7 separate regions of the Mus musculus genome follow, and regions 1, 2, 3, 4, 6 and 7 are each linked to region 5. A link is a contact called in public ChIA-PET and HiChIP or PLAC-seq data. All regions are on one chromosome and are shown on one strand. Each heading gives the region's core, a stretch centred on a gene start, on an enhancer-like site or on the middle of the called end of the contact. The rest is flanking DNA. Distances are from core to core; before and after follow the strand shown.

Region 1 (2,700 bases), core at 106-2,605, 510 kb before region 5:
AGCAGTCTGGAGGTCTGGCACGGGCTGCAGGGTATAGATTGATGCAATTTCCTTAGCACCAACTGCTATGAAAAGCACAGCCAGTTACTTCCTCCTCCAGCAGCCCACAATCAACTTCAGCAGGGCCACCGCTGGCGCCTTTCCACTGACCACCCAGGCCTTCGGCTGCCCATGGGGGCTCGTCAGTCAGTGATCCCTTTAGAGAAGTGAAAGCCAAGACTGGGACCCAGAGCCCTTACAGAATTCGTCGGTTCCTTAGCATTAAACTGATCACTGAACCTTTGCTCCTGGCCAGCATCGAACCTCTATCCCTTTCACAGCGCCCTTGCACAAAGTTCCCACAAGATCCTTGAGGTGCAAAGACAGACCAGAACACTAAAGCCAGGTCACCCTGTTAGTAGCAAAGGCTCAGAAAACCATGGTTATTTCTGTTAGCCGCTCACAACAGTTTCTAAAATTATAAAATGGTAAGTATGTGAAAGTCCATACAAGGAAAGCGTTCCTTTCAAATAAGGCGGTTCGTGCCTTCCGTGTTGCTCTGCACCCCTCTAGTGTCTGAGAGCCTCGGAGGCAGGGGCATTTCGGTATTGACCTTGGTAATATCAGCTACCCACCCAGTACTGGCAAAGAGCAGGCGCCCAGCTCTCAGACCTTGAACTGCCCTAGCCCAGTTTGAGGACCTAGGGCCGGGTGACCCTGGTGCCTCCCTCATGCTGCGGGCGTGGCGTTTCTGGAAGCTACCCAGTCCCAAAGCCGCGGTCCCAAACCCGCGGAAAAGTTGCGGGCTCTTGTCTACCCCGCGCGCGCTCACTCACTCGTGCTGGGCCGCCAGGTGGTTGAAGATGTAGGTGACCGGGATGGCTGAGAGGGACAGCACAAAAACCCCCGTGGCCGCAGAGGCACTCATTGCCACCTCCGGGTCGCTCTTCTTTCACCGCATCGCGCCGGGGGTCCCCTGGCTCAGCTTCCGGCGGCGCCGCGCCCCTCGCCGCTGCCCTTCCAGGCGGCCCCCGGCCGCGTCTCCTCTGCGCGTCCCCGTCGCCCGTAGCTGCCCGGCGCGCACAGAGAGAGGCACCACCCGGGTGCTCTAGGGCCGCTGTACGATCCCCAGAGGCGTCCCCACCAGGCTCCTGCTAACGAACGCAAGGGCTCAGCAGCCACCGCGAGGAGACAAGCGCCCCAGGACGCTTGCTTTAATGGGAAAAGGAAGGGCCCGGCGAAGGACGCGGGTCACAGATGGGAGCTGGGCATCCTCGAGCTGGAACGGAGCTGGGCTGAGCCAAGGGCCAGCAGAGGGTGGAGCCAGATCTGAGGGTGTCAGAGCCCGCAGGCCCGCGAGATCGGCTCAGAGACCTGTGGGGACAGATGCTCCTGGAACAACACTGTGCCGCCCTCCCACCCCACCCCCCGCGCGCACCCCTTCCCTACACACAGCTGCCATCAACGTCCGCAACCAATGTTCCAGTGCCAAGTGGAAATATTTGTTTTCCACCTTGGTTGCTCACTCACCGCCCCTTGACCTTGATCAAGTTACTGAAACATTCTGTATCATTTCTCTGTGAAATGGGAATAACCTGCTCCCTCGTATGATTGTGGAAATCGACCGAGTTAACAAGCGTGGAGTGCTTGCCCTGCACTGCTCAGCACACTGGTCTGTCTCCTGCTCCCTTTCTTTTTTTGTAGCAGAACTGACCCTCAGAGGAATGCCCTGATGTAAGACACTGAGGCAGCGTTCATTCCTTGCCTGGAGTGTTTTTGGAGGCCAGGTTACCACCGGCTAGCCTGGCAGGTCCTGAAGATTAGGGCTCTTCGTGGAATATTCCCAGACGTCTGGGTGTAGAGCATGAGAGTGCCGCCCAAAGAGCTGCTTGAGCAGGGTGTGCTCAGGAAGCCCCCTGGGCCTGAGTCCTGTTGGTATGGCCCCAGGGAAGGGAAAAGAAGTGGGCTCCGGAGCAACAGTGGGGGCAGCAGAGTGCGCGCCTTCCTGTCTTTAGGTCAGAGGCTTACAGGTCATTTGGCTCATTTTCAATGTGAGGAAAATGAACCTGCACCAGGACAGTCGGTTGTTCCAAAGCCAGCTCTCCTACTATCTGCCCTCCCTTTTCTTGAAAACTCAGCCAACAATGGGCACAAAAGGGTAAAGACTGTCCAAACGGCAGCATCTCGCAAAGCTTCTCCCAGAAGTCTCAGTGGGAACCTGGACATCGCTCACGATCTTCCATGATCGCTCCTTGCCTTTACCACCTCCTTCATTCCCCAAAGCGCCTTCTCTCCTCCAGGCCATCTCCTAGGCCAGTTTCCCAGCCAGTCCAACCTCCTCCACATCCCACACCGAGCTGCTTTAGCCGTCTGCGTGTATCCTGAGTCTCTCGGGCTGCTCTGAATCTTTCTTGTCTACCTAGACACTTGCTGCATATCATTTCTATTCCTTCTCATCCATGCTTGGGCTTTTTTAAAATTCAGAATCATATTTATGGAAATAACTTAATAGAGGCTGGGGGTGTAGTTGATCGTGCTTGCTTTGTGTGCACAAATCTTAAGGCTCTGTCCTCGTGCACTTCATGAACTGACTTTGATGGGGGCTCATCTGAAATCCCAGCACTAAGAGATGGAGGCAGAGGGAGTCCCTGGTTCAAGGTCATCCTTAGCTACCCAGCAAGTCTGAGGCCGACCTGGGATATATGAGATTCTGTCTCAACT
Region 2 (2,700 bases), core at 172-2,671, 510 kb after region 5:
AGAGCTAGTGGTGTGAACTCGGGTCCCAAAGCTTGTATAGCAAGTACTTTACCCACAGAGCTATCTCTTAGTCTCCCCTCACCCCCAAACTAAGTTTCACTAGCCCAGGTTAGCCTGAACTCCTATGTACTTGAGTATGCGTATGAACTCCTAATCCTCTTGCAAATACCGGAATTACAGATGTATGCCGCTATGCCAAGCTTAGGTGGAAATTTTTAAATGTCCAGTGCTTGATCATAGCCAATCAGGCGGGGCTGGTGAGATGGCTCAGTGGGTAAGAGCACCCGACTGCTCTTCCGAAGGTCTGGAGTTCAAATCCCAGCAACCACATGGTGGCTCACAACCACCCGTAATGAGATCTGATGCCCTCTTCTGGTGCGTCTGAAGACAGCTACAGTGTACTTACATATAATAAATAAATAAATCTTAAAAAAAAAAACTTATAAAAAAAACTTATATAACCAATCAGGCTAACTTAAATAAGAAAGTAATATTTAATAACTCATAAAACAGTGTTTTTGTATTTAGAAAGAAGCAGCTGCATTGAGACAACAGAAACGGATGAACTGGCGCTGCCCTTGGAGCCCTGCACCTGCAGCAGGGAGTCTGGCGCTGGTGGAGAAGCCCCGCCTCCTTCCCGGATCAAGCCGACAGCAAGCCAGGGGCTGTGTGATTGGTGCAAGCTGCTCTTAAAGGAGCACCAGCTGCCTCTCAGCTTCTCTGCTACAAAACCTCAGTGCCCACGAGAGTTGGATCAACAGGTGGCAAGGCGCTCATCCCTTGAAATTAAGATTTTTGTCTGCTTTAAATATATAAATAACATTTGCCACTACACCTTTATTTCTGACTGCTCTTAAACGTTTACTGTGTTCTGCATGTCTTGTTTATAAAATATTGGTTTATAATTTATAATTTATAACGTACATATTGCTCTATAAATTATGGTAATGATACCAGGAATAAAAATTAAGGATTTTTTAAATTCTATATTTTATTTATTTGCATTTCAAATGTTATCCCCTTTCCTGGTTTCCCCTCCACAAACCCCCTATCCCATGCCCCCTTCCCTCTGCTTTTATAAGAATGCTCCCCCACCCACCAACCCAACCCCTCCTCATCGCCCTGGCATTCCCCAACACTGGGTCATCAAGCCTTCACAGGACCAAGGGCATCTCCTTCCATTGATGCCAGATAAGGCCATCCTCTGCTACATATGCAGCTGGAGCCATGTGTACTCCTTGGTTGGTGGCTTAGTCCCTGGGAGCTCTGGGGGATCTGGTTGGTTGATATTGTTGTTCCTCCTATAGGGTTGCAATCCCCCCCCCCTTTTTTTTTAGAAGTTTACAGCATTAACAAAGGTTAAGAATCACTGGCTCTTGAAATTCCGCCCCCACCACCACTTCCTTTCAGCTTGCTTGAGCCCTGGCAAGGCTCCAGCAAGCCCTTCCTGTCAGCCCAACGTGCCAATAACAGCTTCCTCAGCCAATCAAGGTTCTTGCCATTTTCCCATCTTGTTAACCCCTTTCCTGTGCTGACACTGCCTTCGGCTTAAACCTAATCACACGGGAAACTGTTATGCTCTATAATGATATACCAGATAAAGGTCAGAAAGGGTGGTAGTCTCTTTATGGAGTATGTTTTTGGGGTTAAAAAGTTTTATTTTGATATTAGAAGAGCTTCAATTCAAAACTGACTTTTAAGGCTCAAACATAACAGAGATAGATAACCAGTATCCTTGTAAATGATCAAATAATTTAATCTGTTCAGAAATATATAAGAAGCCATGCTAAGAACTGATGCAGTTAATTTCAAGATTAAGCTTTATTTAGTCTTCTGTTTTATATTTTCAAGGTATAGTTTAGAGCAGATAACTAAAAACAGGTAGGTACTAGCCCTCAAACCAGTCAGAGATCTCCTGAATGTGGCATTTAGTATGTTTAAACTTACCACGACAGACAGAGACTCCCAAATCCTAACAGTGACCCTCCAAGGTATCCAAGAAAATATGGGCACAACCACAAAGGACATAACTACTGGACATAACTGCCCCAGCGCCTCGCCCACTGCCAGAGCCCGGCCTGAGCTGTGGACAGAGGACAACCAGACAACTGATTGCCACACTTTGCTTAAGATGAGATGAGGACAGTCTCTCCCAAGTTCCTCATCCACAGAAAAGGCCTCTTCATCTTCTGGGCCTGATGGCCAAAGACTGCCATTGTCCTTGATGCAATGGAGACCACAGGAACTTGGGACAAATGGCCAGGTCATGAAATATGGACTAGTTTCTGTCATTTTAACTGACACATAGGCCATTTAGATAGTAGTTTATCCTTCTCAGGTCTCTGATAATATTGATGGCTAAGCTAATTATAGCTTAACAGCTAGAGAACAACAGGCAACTAGCTCCTTCAGGTAGTTTGCTGCTGTGTTAGTTCATTAGTCTATTCACTAGTTAGATTTGTTTTGTTTTGAGACAGGGTTTCTCTGGCTGTCCTGAAACTCACTCTGTAGACCAGGCTGGCTTCGAACTCAGAAATCCGCCTGCCTCTACCTCCCAAGTGCTGGGATTAAAGGTGTGCGCCACCACCGCCCAGCAGTTAGTTTTGTTTTGGTTTGGTTTTTGGTTTTTCAAGACAGGGTTTCTCTGTTTAGCTCTGGCTGTCCTGGAACTCACTCTGTAGACCAGGCTGGCCTCGAACT
Region 3 (2,700 bases), core at 127-2,626, 580 kb after region 5:
TCGTCTGATTTCACCCTACTTAACTACCTGGTTTCTGTTACTCTCTGCCTTGCAGAGAGCTTTAGGCTCTCTCCTCACTCTCCTGCAAATGTTGATGTTACTGCTGTGTTCAGGAAGATCTTTTCCTGAGGTCTGGTCTGTCTTAGTAAAGGTCTTTCTTTATTCCTTTCCTGATTCTTCTAACCAATCCATTCAGTCTACTTCTTTGATTTCTTCCTAGATTTTTTACCCAGAAACCACAGATATCTATGACCGGAAGAACATGCCAAGATGCATCTACTGTATCCACGCCCTCAGGTAACCAGGGCTTCTTAGCAAAATAAGTCACCTAAGGATAACTGCGCAGTCCAGCGTGTATTTTTTGTCTGTGCTGCAAGAATGAAAGGGGTTTTATATCAACTCGAGGATTTTCAAACAGAATAGAAGGCTATTATCCTTACCGAAACACCTGTGTTTTTCTAGGGAGCAGAGAGAAGGGATTTGTTTATCCCCGTAATATATTATTGTTGCAGAAACACGGTATTAGCTTTCATTTTTTTTATCTGGCACCTCTCTGAACTCTGCATCTTAATCAGGGTGTGATGTCCTTTATCCATTCAGCCAGCTGGGACCTTCCATTGTTATTTGTTCATTCAACAAGTAATTTTTATACCAACACAAATATGATAGGAAGTAAAGCATAATTTCATGGAAAATGACTTAATTGCAAGTTCCCACTTCTTAGAACCAGCAGGGTACTGAATTAGCAAGAGACAGGGCTGTGTCTGAAGAGAGGGTAGGGGAGAGGAAGATAAACACTTGGGTAGTTGGGAATGGTGGTATAATGTGTTATCCGATTCCTTCATGGCTCTAGGACTGGGAAAGGTTGGGGAGGAAGTGGGACGTGAGGGTGAGATTTGTTTGCTTGGATTCCGCTTGCTATATATATATAGCCTCAGTGTTAATTTTACAAGTGAAAAGGATAGCAGGGACCTGTAAGAAGCCGCTTATCTCATACCTTCTTCCACCGAGCTGCCCCATCTCAGTGCTTTTATGAAACTTGGGTTGGAACCTAGGTATCACCAGCATCATTGTGAGCGTGCAGAAGAGTGACTGCAGGTGGCTAGTACATTTCTGTGTTAAGAGCGTAATGAATTCAAATGCTTGTGTCTGAGCCAAAGCCTGATTAATTCTCGGCATTGTGATTGGCTTGGTGTGCTGAGGTCTGTCTGGCGATAACCTTGTAAAGGCCATGCCTACAGTGGCTGTCTGAACTTGGCAAGCACGGGAGGCTAAGCTGGCAGAATTCCTCTCTGCTCCTTCTGTAGCCTCTGATGTAGCCTGCGTCCCAAGCCTTCAATTCTTTGAAATACAGAGATGAGGAGTTCCTGTGCCTTCCTAATGATGGGATCAGAACAAAGGGAGGAAGTCCGCCATTGTTCTCCACTGCTCTTGCTTATGCAGTCTTTGCTTAGAAAGCACAGGCAGGGCAGAGTGTTCTGGCTTGGGATTCATGGTTTCTTTCCTCCCACTTGGTGTTTTTCCTGAAAGGTAAGTTGGCAGCCCTTGGTTGTATGCAGGAAGAGGGTGTTAACCACTCAGGACCTCAACAGCAGCTCTCGGGACAGAGTACCACCTCACTGCTGTGTGGGACTGTGTGGGACGCCCTCTTCCTTTGGACCAGCAGTAACACAGGACCCTCCCTCCCCCAACTTGATGTAGTGCTGGAGTCTTACCCACACCTGGCCCGTGGCAGGCAAGTGTGCTGTCACTGAGCTATGCTCTGGCTCTGTACCAGAGGTGGTTGTTCCATCGCGGTGGTACTCAGTTGTTTTGTGGCTGACGTTCCGTTCTCTGGGGTGTGTGTGCTTTCCTTTCTTTCCCTAAGATTTTATCCTTCTGAGCCCTGATGCTAGCCTGGAGTTAGAAGGATCCGTGTTCTAGGTCATCCTCGGCTACATAGTGAGTTCCAGGCCAGCTAGGACTGCAGAGTGAGACCCCACCACCACCATCACAAAGGAAACCAAAGTAAAACCCCACTGATTCTGATTTTGGTGTTAAATAGGCCCATAATCCTTTACCTTACATTAAGAAAAATAAAAACCCTTCATGTTGTGAAAATTGAGTTTAAGTTAGTGTGAGTTCATTTGTTGCTAAAACCTGGTAAGAATTAACTGAGATTATCTAGAATATTTATCTATAGGCATGGTTATTTTGGAAGATACCTGGATTTATAGATTAGCTGCAAAACTGTGGATGACCCTGTTGCACTTTTTAAATTTATTTGAAAATTATTTTATTTTATATGTGCACAAGGGTGTGCAGGTCAGGTTCAGGGCATAACTTATAGGAGTCAGTCGGTTCTTCTACCATGTGGACCCTGGGGGTTAACTTCAGGTGTGGTGGGGAGATGCCAGGCCAGAGCAGTGGCCCCTTCTGATGTGGTGTGTTTGTTTTGTTTCTGTGTCTTGCTGAGCCACTGTCTGTAATGTCGTCTGATGTCTTCTAATTCATTGATTCTGATCTGCCTGAGCACTAGGACCAACCCAATAACACAGGCTTACAGGCATTTCTCTCTCAACGGTGGGTGGGTGAGGTTTGTCTTTCCCTTCATGGAGTCTAGAGTCCTGTTAGTCTCTAAAGAACAAAGATAAAATAGCACAAACTCTTAATTAACCTGCGTTGAGCTTCTGTGGCAGTGACAGGAATTCTCACTGAAGC
Region 4 (2,700 bases), core at 17-2,516, 590 kb before region 5:
CTAGACTAATTTTGCAGCGCAAGAGAGGACAAGGTGAGCCTATAGGGAAGGTGAGGGGTGGGTGCTGGAGAATTAAGAGATGCAAAAAAAGAAACAGCCAAGTACTGTGAACAAAGTAAACGCTCCTCGGAATGTCTCCAGACTCTACAGCCGGCCACTGGAAACCCATCACGGAGAGGCTGCGGTAAGCACAGCTCTCAAGCACAAGTGAGTGGGGCAGATGCTTGGAAAACCCACTTTCTACAGAGGGGAGAAATGGCAAAGAGGGCAATTCACAAAGGAGAGCTGTCTTCCCAACTAGGTGCAGCACCAGAGGACCTTTTAAAGAAGGCAAGATCACAGGGATCTTCCACAGGGCGCATTCATCCATTCATCGAGCAGATGCAGAAAAGAGTGAATTATTTTATTTACCTCTCACAAAGGAGAATGCTATAAAGATTCTCACTCCCAAAATGTCTTTTTGAAAGCAGTCAGCTGAAATCCAAATAAAACAATGGTGAATGCACACGTTTGTCGTAGACTTACTAACCTGTATAAAGAAATCTCTAGAAGCTGCTCTCCAGTATGTTACCAGAATTGAAAACAACTGATTTGACTTGTCAGGGTAAGTCCTTTGCCCCAAAATTATTGGCCCATGAAGGCCCCACACAGAGAAGCATAACTTAGGCTATGGGCACTGAACCATATAGATCCATGTTCAAAGCCCGACTGTGCCATCCTGTCGGTGAGGACTGGCCTTGACTCCAGTGAAGTCGCTTGCCCTAGGTGGGTCACACTGCATCATTAAGGCAGACCTGGGGCAAGAACCTTGCCCTTGTTCTTTCCAGGTACCTACTGACCAGGCAGCGAGTCCCCTGCGCAGCTATCCCCCATGCCTGGGAAGCCTTTGTCCCCCCTCTCCCCCAACTCACCAGAGAGCACCCGAGGAAGTGGCCCACGGGTAGGGGGCAGTCAGAAAGGGGGTGCAGTCCGCAGGGGGTGGGCGCGAGCAGGAGGGGAAAGAGGGGCGGCCGGGTGGTGATTGGCTGGGCTTCACCAGGCAGCTCCCGGCCAAGAACAAAAGAGAGCAGGCGGCGGGCGTCTTTGGAGTAGGCGCTCCCACCCGCGGGGCACCGGCTTCGCTGCTGCGGGAGGACGCGCCCACCAGCAGCCCGCGGAGCAAGCCAGGCGGCGCGCGCGGTTTCTCCGAGAAAGCCGGCCGTGCACCTAGGAATTAACCGGCCGGCGCGCGAGGGGAGGGAAGCGGGGCGGGCGAGGGGTGGAGGGGGGGAATGCTGAGCGCGCGCGAGAACAATAATAAGATCGTGTTTGCGGTCGCTGCCCGAGGAGGAATTCGGAGGAGGCGCGAGGCCCGGAGCTCGCACGGAACCCAGAAGCTCGGCGGGGAGGCGGCGGCTGCATGAGGCTGGCGACGCGGCTCCTGTGAGCAGCGCGCGGCGGTAGCGGCGGCGTCGGGACTCGGCGCGGCCGGACGCGGGCTCCCATCCCCCGCAGCCGGGCGGGGATCTGCGGGGCCTGCGGTGCCCCCCGCCCACCGCTCGCCTCGGCCACTGCCTCGCCGCTCTCCCTCGTCGGAGCGGCCGCTCGAGCGTTCGGCTCGAGGCCCCGCGGGGAGCGCGGCGCGGTTCCGTCGTCCCGCGGAGGGGCGGCCTCCCAGCATCTTCGCGGCGGCCAAGGACCGGCGAGCAGGAGAACGACCGGGATGGCGCGTCCGCGGCCCCGCGAGTACAAAGCGGGAGACCTGGTCTTCGCCAAGATGAAGGGCTACCCGCACTGGCCCGCCCGGGTGAGTACGGCGGCCGCGCGCGCGGGCCCGCCCGCCCACCATTTTCCCTTCATGATGGCGCGCCCGCCCCCTTTCCCCATCACCTCGGCTCGAGCCCGCCTCGCGCCTGGCCGCCGCCTGGGCTGAACCGCGAGCTGTGCTGCGCACCGGGCTCCGGGCCGAGGCGAAGGTTCCGGGCTGCGCCCTCGCCGGCTCGGCGGCCATCCTGACGCCCACGTTCGAAGGCGGGTTCGACCGGACAGGCCCGACGTCGCCTTCCTCATGGAAGCCGGCGGGGACCGGGAAGCGGGTCCGGGGTGGAGGCGCCGGCTGGCTCCCAGCATGGTCCTGAGTAGACGCCCTGATCCGGGCGAACGTCGAGGCAGGTAGGAGAGCGAAAGGCTGTCCCCCAGCCGGCGAGAGCCGGTGACGGTCAGTCCTGGGAAAGGGGATGGTCGTGCAGAGGCCAGCGGCAGTCTCATGGTAGCAATCTTCGATCTCAGAGCATCCTTCATCTTCCAGACTTGTTGAGTGTTTCCTGGGCGCGATCCCCTGTGCCTCACCTGCCCTCTCATTGTCCATTGCCTCCCTGGTGCCCTGGTTCTTAGAAACTGACACCAAATAGCCTGTCACTGGCTGGTGAATTCAAGGAGCTTCCTTGTGCCTTTTCACCTCCATATTTGTTTTAGGTCGGTTCCCGAACCTTATTCTTGGCCTCGAACCAAACCCACGACAGCTCTCTTCTTCCTAAACAGCAAGACTGTCGCTAGGTTTTCTCTAGAAAGCATCTGCATTTAATACACAGCATTCAGTATTTTTATTCCGATCCTTACTGAGGAAGAAGCACTACCGCGTCTGTGCGCACCTTATGTTGAAAAAAAAAAACAATCACTTTCACCTTCAATTTGTTTAAATTTAATAGCTGGCGGTTGACT
Region 5 (2,700 bases), core at 111-2,610:
TCTTTCTTTGTGGCCTTGTCCTGGAACTCCTTATGTAAGCCAGCCTGGCCTCAAGCTCAGGAATTCTGCCTACCATTCATCCCACGTGCTGGGATTAAGGTATGCACCAGGACACGCTGCAGTGCTTTGTTTCTTCACAGCCCTTACACTAGCTTTTCTAACAGGCTCCATGGCTTCATGACAGGTCTGATGATTTTTCAAGTGGAGACGGCAGCATGCTGAACTGGTCCTTTGGGAAACTCTAGTCTGAGGGAGAGGGACTCCTAGGTACTTAAATCCTTGTAAGGTGCAAAAACTCACTACTCCTCAGAATCCAAGAGTTCTCTTCCTGCAAGACTGTAAGGTCTAGTCTTGCATCTGGAGCCTGGCCTCCACTTCATTGGGAATTCACTGGTAATGTACGATGCAACCCCCAGGGATTACAGACCCTTTGGTCTCTTCAGTATTCTTCCGGGTCCATGGTCAAGGACATCTTTTTTCCTCCCGCCATGAGCTACTTTTAGAGTAAGGACTTTCAGCTCTTCACCTAACCAGAGTGACGTAGATGAGTTGAAGGATGAAGCACAGCCTTGGCCCCTTGATACATGCCCTGTGGCCAGCACGGTCTCCTTAGGTTTGAGCGCAGGACCCTGTCCCAGGAAAGAGCTGGAGGAAAGGCCCTCTCTGGACAGATGAAGCCACTGGGTCGTAGCGTAAGAGCCTGCTTTGGGCTTGGTTATGGCAGAACAACCGGAAGAAGCTGAAGGTTGGAGATAGTGTCCCTACTAATCGGGAACAGTCTAGTTAACTGAGATCCTAATTTGTTGGTAAAAGTGTTTGAGACCTCTCTGTGAGCCAGCCACTGATTTAAGCACTCGAGGTTAGCCCTTCCTGTTTAGCTCAAACCTAGCTGAGAAAAGTAATTGTGCTCAGACATTTAAGAGCAGCTCGAATGGAATACTGTGCTGGGATGAGAAGAAAAGCCACTCTAGGTGATGTTTGCTGTGACACCAGGAAATGAGAGGAACCTCACCAATTAGGCTAGACCCTACTAATCTCTGACTAGAGGCGCGGGTAGGGTGGAAATCGGGGATGACCCTGTTTACTACTATGCCTTTCATAGCTCGGGCCTCCTTTAGGCTCCATCTCAGGACCTCAAAGTAACTCCTAGATTAAAACACACCGGACGCCCAAGAGAAGCACGGAACTATTTGGAGTGGAAACCAAGACGGCCGAGCTGCCGGCGTGCGCACGCGCAGACTTTCGCCCCGCCCACAGCCAGGCAGCCTCACTCCACTCCGCTAGGGGCCGCTGTGGGACTCTCGCGAGCCAGGCGGAAGCGGCTTTCTGGCCGCGCTTTATAGGCCTCTCTTGTGTTTCCTGTTTCCTCTTTTACCGAGACCCGCCAACATGGTAGGTGTTTGGCTCCCAGGGCTCTGTCCTTTTCAATCCTCGCCCATCCTCCGCTCGTCGCGGCCTCAAGTCCGCAGCGAGGGGCCGGCGCCGTCACCGGCGGCCTGGCGCGCTTCCGCATGAAGTCGTGCGCGCCGCGGCCCCTCCGCGGGAGGCGCGGGCTCCCCGGTGACTTTGCCCTCTCCACCCTCAGGGCCGCGTTCGCACCAAGACCGTGAAGAAGGCTGCCCGGGTCATCATCGAGAAGTACTACACGCGTCTGGGTAATGACTTCCACACCAACAAGCGCGTGTGCGAGGAGATCGCCATTATCCCCAGCAAGAAGCTTCGGAACAAGATAGCCGGGTGAGTGGGGGCCGCGGCCGCCGGAGAGCCTGCCCGGGCCGGTGCCTCCGCTCCCCCCAGACGGCCCGCCGAAGGGCTGGAGGTGTGCCTTGGCCACAGTGGGGTTTTGCCGACGTGGTCTTAGTTCGGGCTCCTTACGGTAGCTGAAGGCAGAGCTCCGGCCTCAAAACCTTACTGCTGTGGTCTCTGCTTCCCGCATTTTACCACTATGGCCGTGTTGTGCAAAAAAATAGCAGTGTTGTGTCCGTACGACGGATAAGACCAGTCGGGGTACATGACATTCGGAGGAGGGCTGGTGACGGCGAGTGAGGATGTAAGGAGTGGACATCTGAACAGTGCTGTGTGTGTGTCTGTGTGTCTTTCCGATGGTGAGACCGACCTTGATGTAGAGACAAAGTCGGTTCTGGTGGGAGGTGGTCACTGTTTCGCATTGCTTGTAGCTATGTCACGCATCTGATGAAGCGGATTCAGAGAGGGCCTGTGAGAGGCATCTCTATCAAGTTGCAGGAAGAAGAGAGAGAGAGGAGAGATAACTACGTTCCTGAGGTAAGATTTGTGGGTCTTCCTCTGCACCTCTTCCTGGGGGCTCACCTGAGGTGGGAACGCAGCTGGATGTCAGTGAAGTCTTAATCTATTTCCTCAAAATGATGAGAGATCCACCCACCTCGGCCTTCTGAGTGCTGGGATTAAAGGCGTGGGCCAACACACCCAGCCGAGGGTGCCTGTAATCAGCCGACCTTGAGCTTCTCTGCGAGGTCTAAATTCATTTTCACATGGGAGCCCAGTGAGAGTGCCTCCCGACGTGGTTAGCTTGACATCCAAGTGTGAACCCTGCTTTCTGAATGCACACTAGATGGTTCTGACACAAGAATAAAGTGGGCTGTGGTGGTGCACAGCTTTAGTTTCAGCATTTGGGAGGCAGATGTCTGAGCTCGAAGCCAGCCTGGTCCACATGGTGCTTTC
Region 6 (2,700 bases), core at 81-2,580, 540 kb after region 5:
GAAAATGGCTGGAACAAAGAGCCTGGAATTGGGTTGTAAAGGTGCCCACCTGGCATGGGAAAGTACACAAACTGCACTGTGAAGGGAGTAACAGGAAAAATTACATCTATGACAAGAACTCGGAAGCTGGGTGTGGTGGCACATGCTTTTAGTTCTAGCAATCAGGAGGAAGAGACAGGTGGATCTTCAAGGGTAGCCTTGCCTATTTAGTGGGCTCCAGGACAGCCAGAACTACATAGTGAGACTTGTCCCCCTTCCCAAAGAACTCCGTACTTTGGAAAGAGCATGCTGGCAATCATGATGATCTGGTTGGCACAAGTGAGAATAGAGATTATGATGATCAAAAAAGTGTTATCACAGGTGGGGACAGAAACAAAACTAGATGCTTCAGAAATAGAGGTGAGTCGAGGAACCTGGGGTGTGTGTGTGACTGGTGATGGAACACTTCCAGAGAGTGGGGCAGGAACAGGATCAACGTTTGACAGGTTTTAGTGTCTGTGAGAGGTCCAAAAATGCACGTTAGATAGTTTGGAACTACTGAGGGGCTTCTAGATGGTCTGGATTGTAAGTAGAAGCCATCAACTGTTTATGGTGAGGGTAAGAGTCCTGAGAATGGGACTTTTACTTTATTATTATTATTATTATTATTATTATTATTATTATTATTAGAGCCAGTGATTCACTCCAATCCAGGCTGGTTCAGAATAGAATTCGGTTGAATACTGGCACTTTAAAAGATCACAAGGGTAAAGAGACGAGGCATCCTTATTAATAGGGTCAAGATAACCCCCCTAAGATCTTGCAGATTGTAAAGAGCTGATAAACAGCTCTTCCGCGTGAGCATCGTCATCCCCCAGTTTAAGAGATTGAGCAGTTCTATTCTTTAGCACTGTTGGGGAGAACAGAGGTCAGATTGACAGAATGTAGCAGAGAGTAGGAGTGGGAGTCTTTCCTGACAGTGGGTCCTACTTGCTTCCAATAATCACACTCTGGGCCACTTGCAACGGCTCCTTGAAGGAGCCGCGGTGCAGAGGGGGTTAACTCAGTTGTCAGGAGAAGGCAGGCGCCTAAAAACATTTGGATTTCAAGCTGTAGACATTGGCGGCCTTTTAGTCAGAGCCGCAGATAGGGCGACAGCGGAGGAGTGTCGGGACAACGGACCAAGCCGGCCTAGGGACTCGCTACAGCACCCCGCCTCCTCGCTTCCGCAAGTGGAGAGCGAAGAGGGCAGGGGCGGGTCCTGTAATACTGACCACGCCCCTTCCGCTCGCTCCGGGGAGCGCAGCTGGGCGTGGACTCAAGGGCGGGGTCTGCGGGGCGGGACCTGCAGGGTGGGGCCGATGGCGCGGGGCGGGGCTCTGAGGACAGCGACAGCCCGCGCACTGGGCAGGAGTTACTGCTGCTACGGTCGCCCGCGTCTTCAAGGTCTCTGCGCTTCCTCACCGGAGACCTGGACTCGGCCGCCATGTCCGCCGCGGAGGAGGTTGATGGCCTGGGTGTGGTCCGGCCGCACTATGGCTGTGAGTGCCGAGGGCTTGGGGGTGCGCGGGCGAGGGACCAAGCTCGGGTTTTCCCAGGGGCTCAGCCGGGCGGGTGCGCCGGGTGGCTTGGGACCGCACGGACCCGGAAGAGCAGCTGGCTGTATGGCTGGTAGCAAGGTTGGCGCCCGAGCCTTCTCGAGCTCCGGAGGCGGCGGGTAGAAACCTGGAGGCCTCTGCCTTCGCTAGGCGCTGCGGCAGGGGAGCCCCACCCAGCTCCTCCACCGGTTAGTTCTACTGAGATTGGGGAAGACGGCCTAGGGTGAGGTGGCAGGAGAACTGACTGTGCAGGGCGTGTCCTGGGCACTGGACCCAGGGGTTCTGCTCGGGCGTGGTGGGAAGGTGCTGCCCGGATTGCTGCCTGCGAGGGTGACCCAGGGCGCAGACCCGCGCAGCCTCAGGCTAGCTGCGAGGTGCAGTTTTAGGCAAGCAGCTTATGCTTTCTCCTGCTGGGTTCTTTCTTTAGCATTTCAAAAGTAAAATTAAAACATAAACACACCCAAACCGGCTCCCCCCACTTCCTCATTTTCTGTGACTATCCCTGCAACCTTAGTAAACTAACCAGCTGTACGTGGGATAGTAGTTACAAGAGGATCCCTTTGAGTCCCAGGTTTAGATTTTATGTTTTGGGAAAAGTACTTTCTTAAAGGATACTTTAACACATCCAGTTATGCATTGGATAGTGTTATAATGTGTGCTACGTTTGTGAAATTAGGGATGAAAAAGATCAAACAGTGCCTTCAAAACCTGTCCGAGAAAGAGACAGGTGTACAGAGATTGATAATTAGATGAGGGGTTGGGAATTTAGCCCAGTGGTAGAGTGCTTGCTTAGCAAGTGCAAGTCCTCAGCTCCAAGAAAAAAACCAATAAGGTGCAATAAAGATAAACGATGCATGAACTAACTCTAACTGGGTATAAAGAGTAATGGGGGTGAAGAGAAGGGACTTAACAAGGCCATGGGAAGGTAGGTGCTGACTTTTAAACAGAGGCTTGGAGGATGCAGTGTGGGGCAGGGTGAGCAAGACATGACTTTGAGAGGGCAGACACAAACTAAATATGGTATTGGAGAACATAGGGTTACTGTACGTGGAAAACCGAGGGCATCGAAGTGCAGAGGTGGAATTGAAAGGGAGAGGAGAAAAGTAAAAAGGATTTCCCGAAG
Region 7 (2,700 bases), core at 177-2,676, 810 kb after region 5:
TTGGTTTTTGTAACTCATAATAGTTTAGCACAAATGCAATATATAGAACTTGCATATTGTATTTTGGATCTCTAGGTATTTTCACTATATGTGTCCTCTAACCCACAACTCTCCACCAGTTTTCTCTAGATATGAATATTTAAATTTTATAAAGATCCCACATATAAGATCATGCAATAATAATTTACTGTGTCTGGCTTATTTCACTTAGCATAATGTCCCTAAATGGAAAGATCTGGTTCTTTTTACCAGGCTAATTACTATTCTGATGTGCATTTCCCGTCTTTCTCCTGACAGCTTATTTTCATATCTTGGCTATTGTGGATTATGCAGCAATGAACAAGGGAAAGCTGATAGCTTTAGGAAGTTATTTATTAATTTTCTTTGGGTATATGTCAGAGGAGATGTTTCTGGGTCATGAGGTAACTTTTAGTATCTTTCAAATCCTTTGTACTGTTTTCCATATTGTTGTAACAGTTTGAATTTACTCCTTAAAAGAGGGAAAGGGTCCGGCAGTGGTGGCATACGCCTTTGATCCCAGCACTTGGGAGGCAGAGGCAGGTGGATTTCTGAGTTGGAGGCCAGCCTGGTCTACAGAGTGAGTTCCAGGACAGCCAAGGCTATACAGAGAAACCCTGTCTCAAAAAACCAAAATAAATAAATAAATAAATAAATAAATAAATAAAATAAAAAGAGGGTAAGGACAGATGACAGGGTTGGAAGAGAAAAAAATTAACAAGAGCCCACTTTGGTGGAATATGTAATCCTAGTATTTGGGAAGTGTAAGTAGGTGGATCGGGAGTTCAAGGTCAGCTTCTCCTACACAATTTGGTGGAGGTTTGAGGCCAACCTGGGCTATGTAAGGTCCGGTCTCAAAAAAACTAAAAGTTACAAAAATAGAAGATCAGGCATCACCGGGCTGCATTCATGGTGGAAGCTACCCACTAGAACTGAAGCTTCACCCTCGGCATCTGCATGCCAGCTGAAGTATCTGAGCTTGCGACCGATTAATGACAGTCAGCAGTGGAAGAACCGCCGAAGTTTCACAAGAATAGAGGGTGAGATCCAAAAGAAGAGGCCCACAGACGCTTCGCCTGATTTACCGGAACTAGCAAGCCTCGGCTGTCTTCAAACATCACAAAATCTCTACCATGCCACAGACTGGGCTTCAGGCGCCTTTCCCTACACTAGGAAAACAAAAAACAAAAAACAAAACAAAGCCTTACTACGCCGGAAGCCAGGTAGTTTGCCATAATCACCTGACCGGTCAGCTGCATTCGGATTGGGCTTTAGTAGTACGTGCTCGGGGGATACCGCCCCAGCAGCTCTAGGGGCGGGGCCAGGAGCCAGAGGCCACGGTATTGGTTAGATCCTTCAGGGATTACCCAATCAGAATCATCCTTCTTGCCGCGCAGAGCGTGCGGCGCGGGGCGCAGGAGGGCCGTGTCGGCGCGCGGAGTTTGGATGGTGGTTCCGCCCGGCGCGACGTAAGCCTGAGTGAGGTGAGTTCGGCGCGCGCTGGGTTGCGGTGGCTCCGCCGACTAACAGAGCCCGAGGCCTTGGCCATTTCACCAGTCATCCGTCCCAGGTTCTCCGAGCCTCGCTTGTGGCGAGAAGCCCAGACCGGAGTAGAGACCTGGTGACCCAGAAAAGGCCATGTCAGGCGGCCGAGGCTCGAGTCTCACTGTCCACACTTTCCTTAAGGCCTTGATTGTCATACGCGAGAAATTAGCTCATCTGCTTCCCGTAGTTTGTGTAGTGCTGCAACGACCCCTCGTAGCAATGCATGCTTTCGAGACGCCAGAAGAGGTGGAGGTGCCCTGTTTTTAATCGGAGAAGCAGGAGCTCAGACCTCGTTTGCCGAAAGGGCGCGCGGGCTTGGATGCCAGATGAGGTTTGAATAGGACCTGCCCAGCTCTGAAGCCTATCTCACTGCCCCAGGCTTCCTCCCAGTCCCTCTTAACTGTCATAGGTTACCGGGTGAGGGTGACTGAGATGAACCTGCCATCTTCCGGTGTCGCCTTTAAATACACAGCTCTCCTACCTCAGCAAGGGGTAGGGGTGGGAAAGACTGATCGAGAGATGACAAGATGGAGGAGAAGGAGAGAGGCAGACGCCTGGGGAGTAATACATTTAATTGAGCTTGGAAGGAACTTGTCTCAGCCATCCAGTGCTGAGTTGACGTCACACCGTCTCAGCCATCCAGTGCTGAGTTGACGTCACACCGGCTTGAGTCAACATTTTGTTAGCCTGACTGCTATTCTGTTTGGATGTCACTTTAACTTTGCTTGGATGAAGTGGGATTTTTAGGTTCCCAAGATAGGGATTTAGTACCAGTTTGTTTGTTTTGGATCTTGTAGTCCCGTCTGGCCTCAAACTTGTAGAGCTGAGGGTGACTTTGGACTCCATGATCTTTTCAGCCTCAACCTCTCAAGTGCTTGAGTTACAGACCCATGTCACCATCCCTGTTATTTAAAGTGTATATACTGTGAAATATGTACTTCTGCAAAAGAGACTCACAGATTTCTCTGTGTAGCCCACTGTAGACCAGGCTGGCCTCGAACCCTGATTCCACTGCCTTTCCCTCCTGAGTGCTGGAATTAAAGGCAATGGCTGCCACTGCTGGACAGAATGTAGCATCTTAAACTTGGTTGAGGGACATGCTCTATTTTCTAAATTTTTACCTTTTGTCAGGAATGG

What was found. ChIA-PET counts read pairs in DNA pulled down with a chosen protein or histone mark. HiChIP or PLAC-seq counts read pairs in DNA pulled down with a chosen protein or histone mark.
Region 1: an RNA polymerase II ChIA-PET map of memory CD8 T cells shows a contact between it and region 5, with 21 read pairs. The contact joins the promoter of Tm6sf1 here to the promoter of Rps17 in region 5. A contact is called at or near these places in 6 of 39 promoter capture datasets (the C10 cell line, the HPC-7 cell line, HPC-7-derived erythroid cells and 3 more) and 6 of 115 datasets of contacts at active chromatin or transcription factors (astrocytes, embryonic stem cells, extraembryonic endoderm stem cells and 3 more).
Region 2: a contact with region 5 is called in an RNA polymerase II ChIA-PET map of memory CD8 T cells, with 153 read pairs. The contact joins the enhancer-like site here to the promoter of Rps17 in region 5. A contact is called at or near these places in 3 of 39 promoter capture datasets (hippocampal neurons and liver), 1 of 484 Hi-C or Micro-C datasets (B cells) and 3 of 115 datasets of contacts at active chromatin or transcription factors (embryonic stem cells, memory CD8 T cells and stem cell-derived neural progenitor cells).
Region 3: a contact with region 5 is called in an H3K27ac HiChIP or PLAC-seq map of stem cell-derived neural progenitor cells, with 4 times the contacts expected there. The contact joins the enhancer-like site here to the promoter of Rps17 in region 5. A contact is called at or near these places in 3 of 39 promoter capture datasets (hippocampal neurons, liver and neural stem cells), 1 of 484 Hi-C or Micro-C datasets (the HPC-7 cell line) and 2 of 115 datasets of contacts at active chromatin or transcription factors (fibro-adipogenic progenitors and stem cell-derived neural progenitor cells).
Region 4: a contact with region 5 is called in an H3K27ac HiChIP or PLAC-seq map of stem cell-derived neural progenitor cells, with 4 times the contacts expected there. The contact joins the promoter of Hdgfl3 here to the promoter of Rps17 in region 5. A contact is called at or near these places in 2 of 484 Hi-C or Micro-C datasets (cortical neurons and hematopoietic stem and progenitor cells) and 4 of 115 datasets of contacts at active chromatin or transcription factors (T-cell acute lymphoblastic leukemia, astrocytes, memory CD8 T cells and 1 more).
Region 6: an RNA polymerase II ChIA-PET map of memory CD8 T cells shows a contact between it and region 5, with 17 read pairs. The contact joins the promoter of Iqgap1 here to the promoter of Rps17 in region 5. A contact is called at or near these places in 2 of 39 promoter capture datasets (liver and pre-B cells) and 5 of 115 datasets of contacts at active chromatin or transcription factors (the 230-238 cell line, kidney, large pre-B cells and 2 more).
Region 7: a contact with region 5 is called in an RNA polymerase II ChIA-PET map of memory CD8 T cells, with 29 read pairs. The contact joins the promoter of Blm here to the promoter of Rps17 in region 5. A contact is called at or near these places in 2 of 39 promoter capture datasets (liver and pre-B cells) and 1 of 115 datasets of contacts at active chromatin or transcription factors (memory CD8 T cells).

Annotation. Positions count from the first base shown.
Region 1 is chr7:81,857,656-81,860,355 of GRCm38.p6, reverse strand. It overlaps Tm6sf1 (transmembrane 6 superfamily member 1), which reads right to left and starts at 1,355. Exons shown (of 10, transcript NM_145375.4): 1 at 816-1,355. The coding sequence starts at 907.
Region 2 is chr7:80,831,127-80,833,826 of GRCm38.p6, reverse strand. No RefSeq gene overlaps it. Among named protein-coding and RNA genes, the nearest start is that of Zscan2, 28 kb to the left of the region's middle. Within about 2 kb of position 1,421, at least 171 of the 459 cell types and tissues checked have an H3K27ac peak or open chromatin away from gene starts, as enhancers often do. A contact at or near this core is called in B cells, memory CD8 T cells and stem cell-derived neural progenitor cells, where this site is marked.
Region 3 is chr7:80,762,892-80,765,591 of GRCm38.p6, reverse strand. It overlaps Iqgap1 (IQ motif containing GTPase activating protein 1), which reads left to right. Exons shown (of 38, transcript NM_016721.2): 5 at 221-297. Among named protein-coding and RNA genes, the nearest start is that of Iqgap1, 39 kb to the left of the region's middle. Within about 2 kb of position 1,376, at least 55 of the 459 cell types and tissues checked have an H3K27ac peak or open chromatin away from gene starts, as enhancers often do. A contact at or near this core is called in neural stem cells and stem cell-derived neural progenitor cells, where this site is marked.
Region 4 is chr7:81,933,025-81,935,724 of GRCm38.p6, reverse strand. It overlaps Hdgfl3 (HDGF like 3), which reads left to right and starts at 1,266. Exons shown (of 6, transcript NM_013886.4): 1 at 1,266-1,786. The coding sequence starts at 1,703.
Region 5 is chr7:81,343,894-81,346,593 of GRCm38.p6, reverse strand. Rps17 (ribosomal protein S17) reads left to right here and starts at 1,360. Exons shown (of 5, transcript NM_009092.3): 1 at 1,360-1,392; 2 at 1,586-1,737; 3 at 2,178-2,283. The coding sequence starts at 1,390.
Region 6 is chr7:80,801,961-80,804,660 of GRCm38.p6, reverse strand. It overlaps Iqgap1 (IQ motif containing GTPase activating protein 1), which reads left to right and starts at 1,330. Exons shown (of 38, transcript NM_016721.2): 1 at 1,330-1,520. The coding sequence starts at 1,466.
Region 7 is chr7:80,533,845-80,536,544 of GRCm38.p6, reverse strand. Blm (Bloom syndrome, RecQ like helicase) reads left to right here and starts at 1,426. Exons shown (of 22, transcript NM_001042527.2): 1 at 1,426-1,502.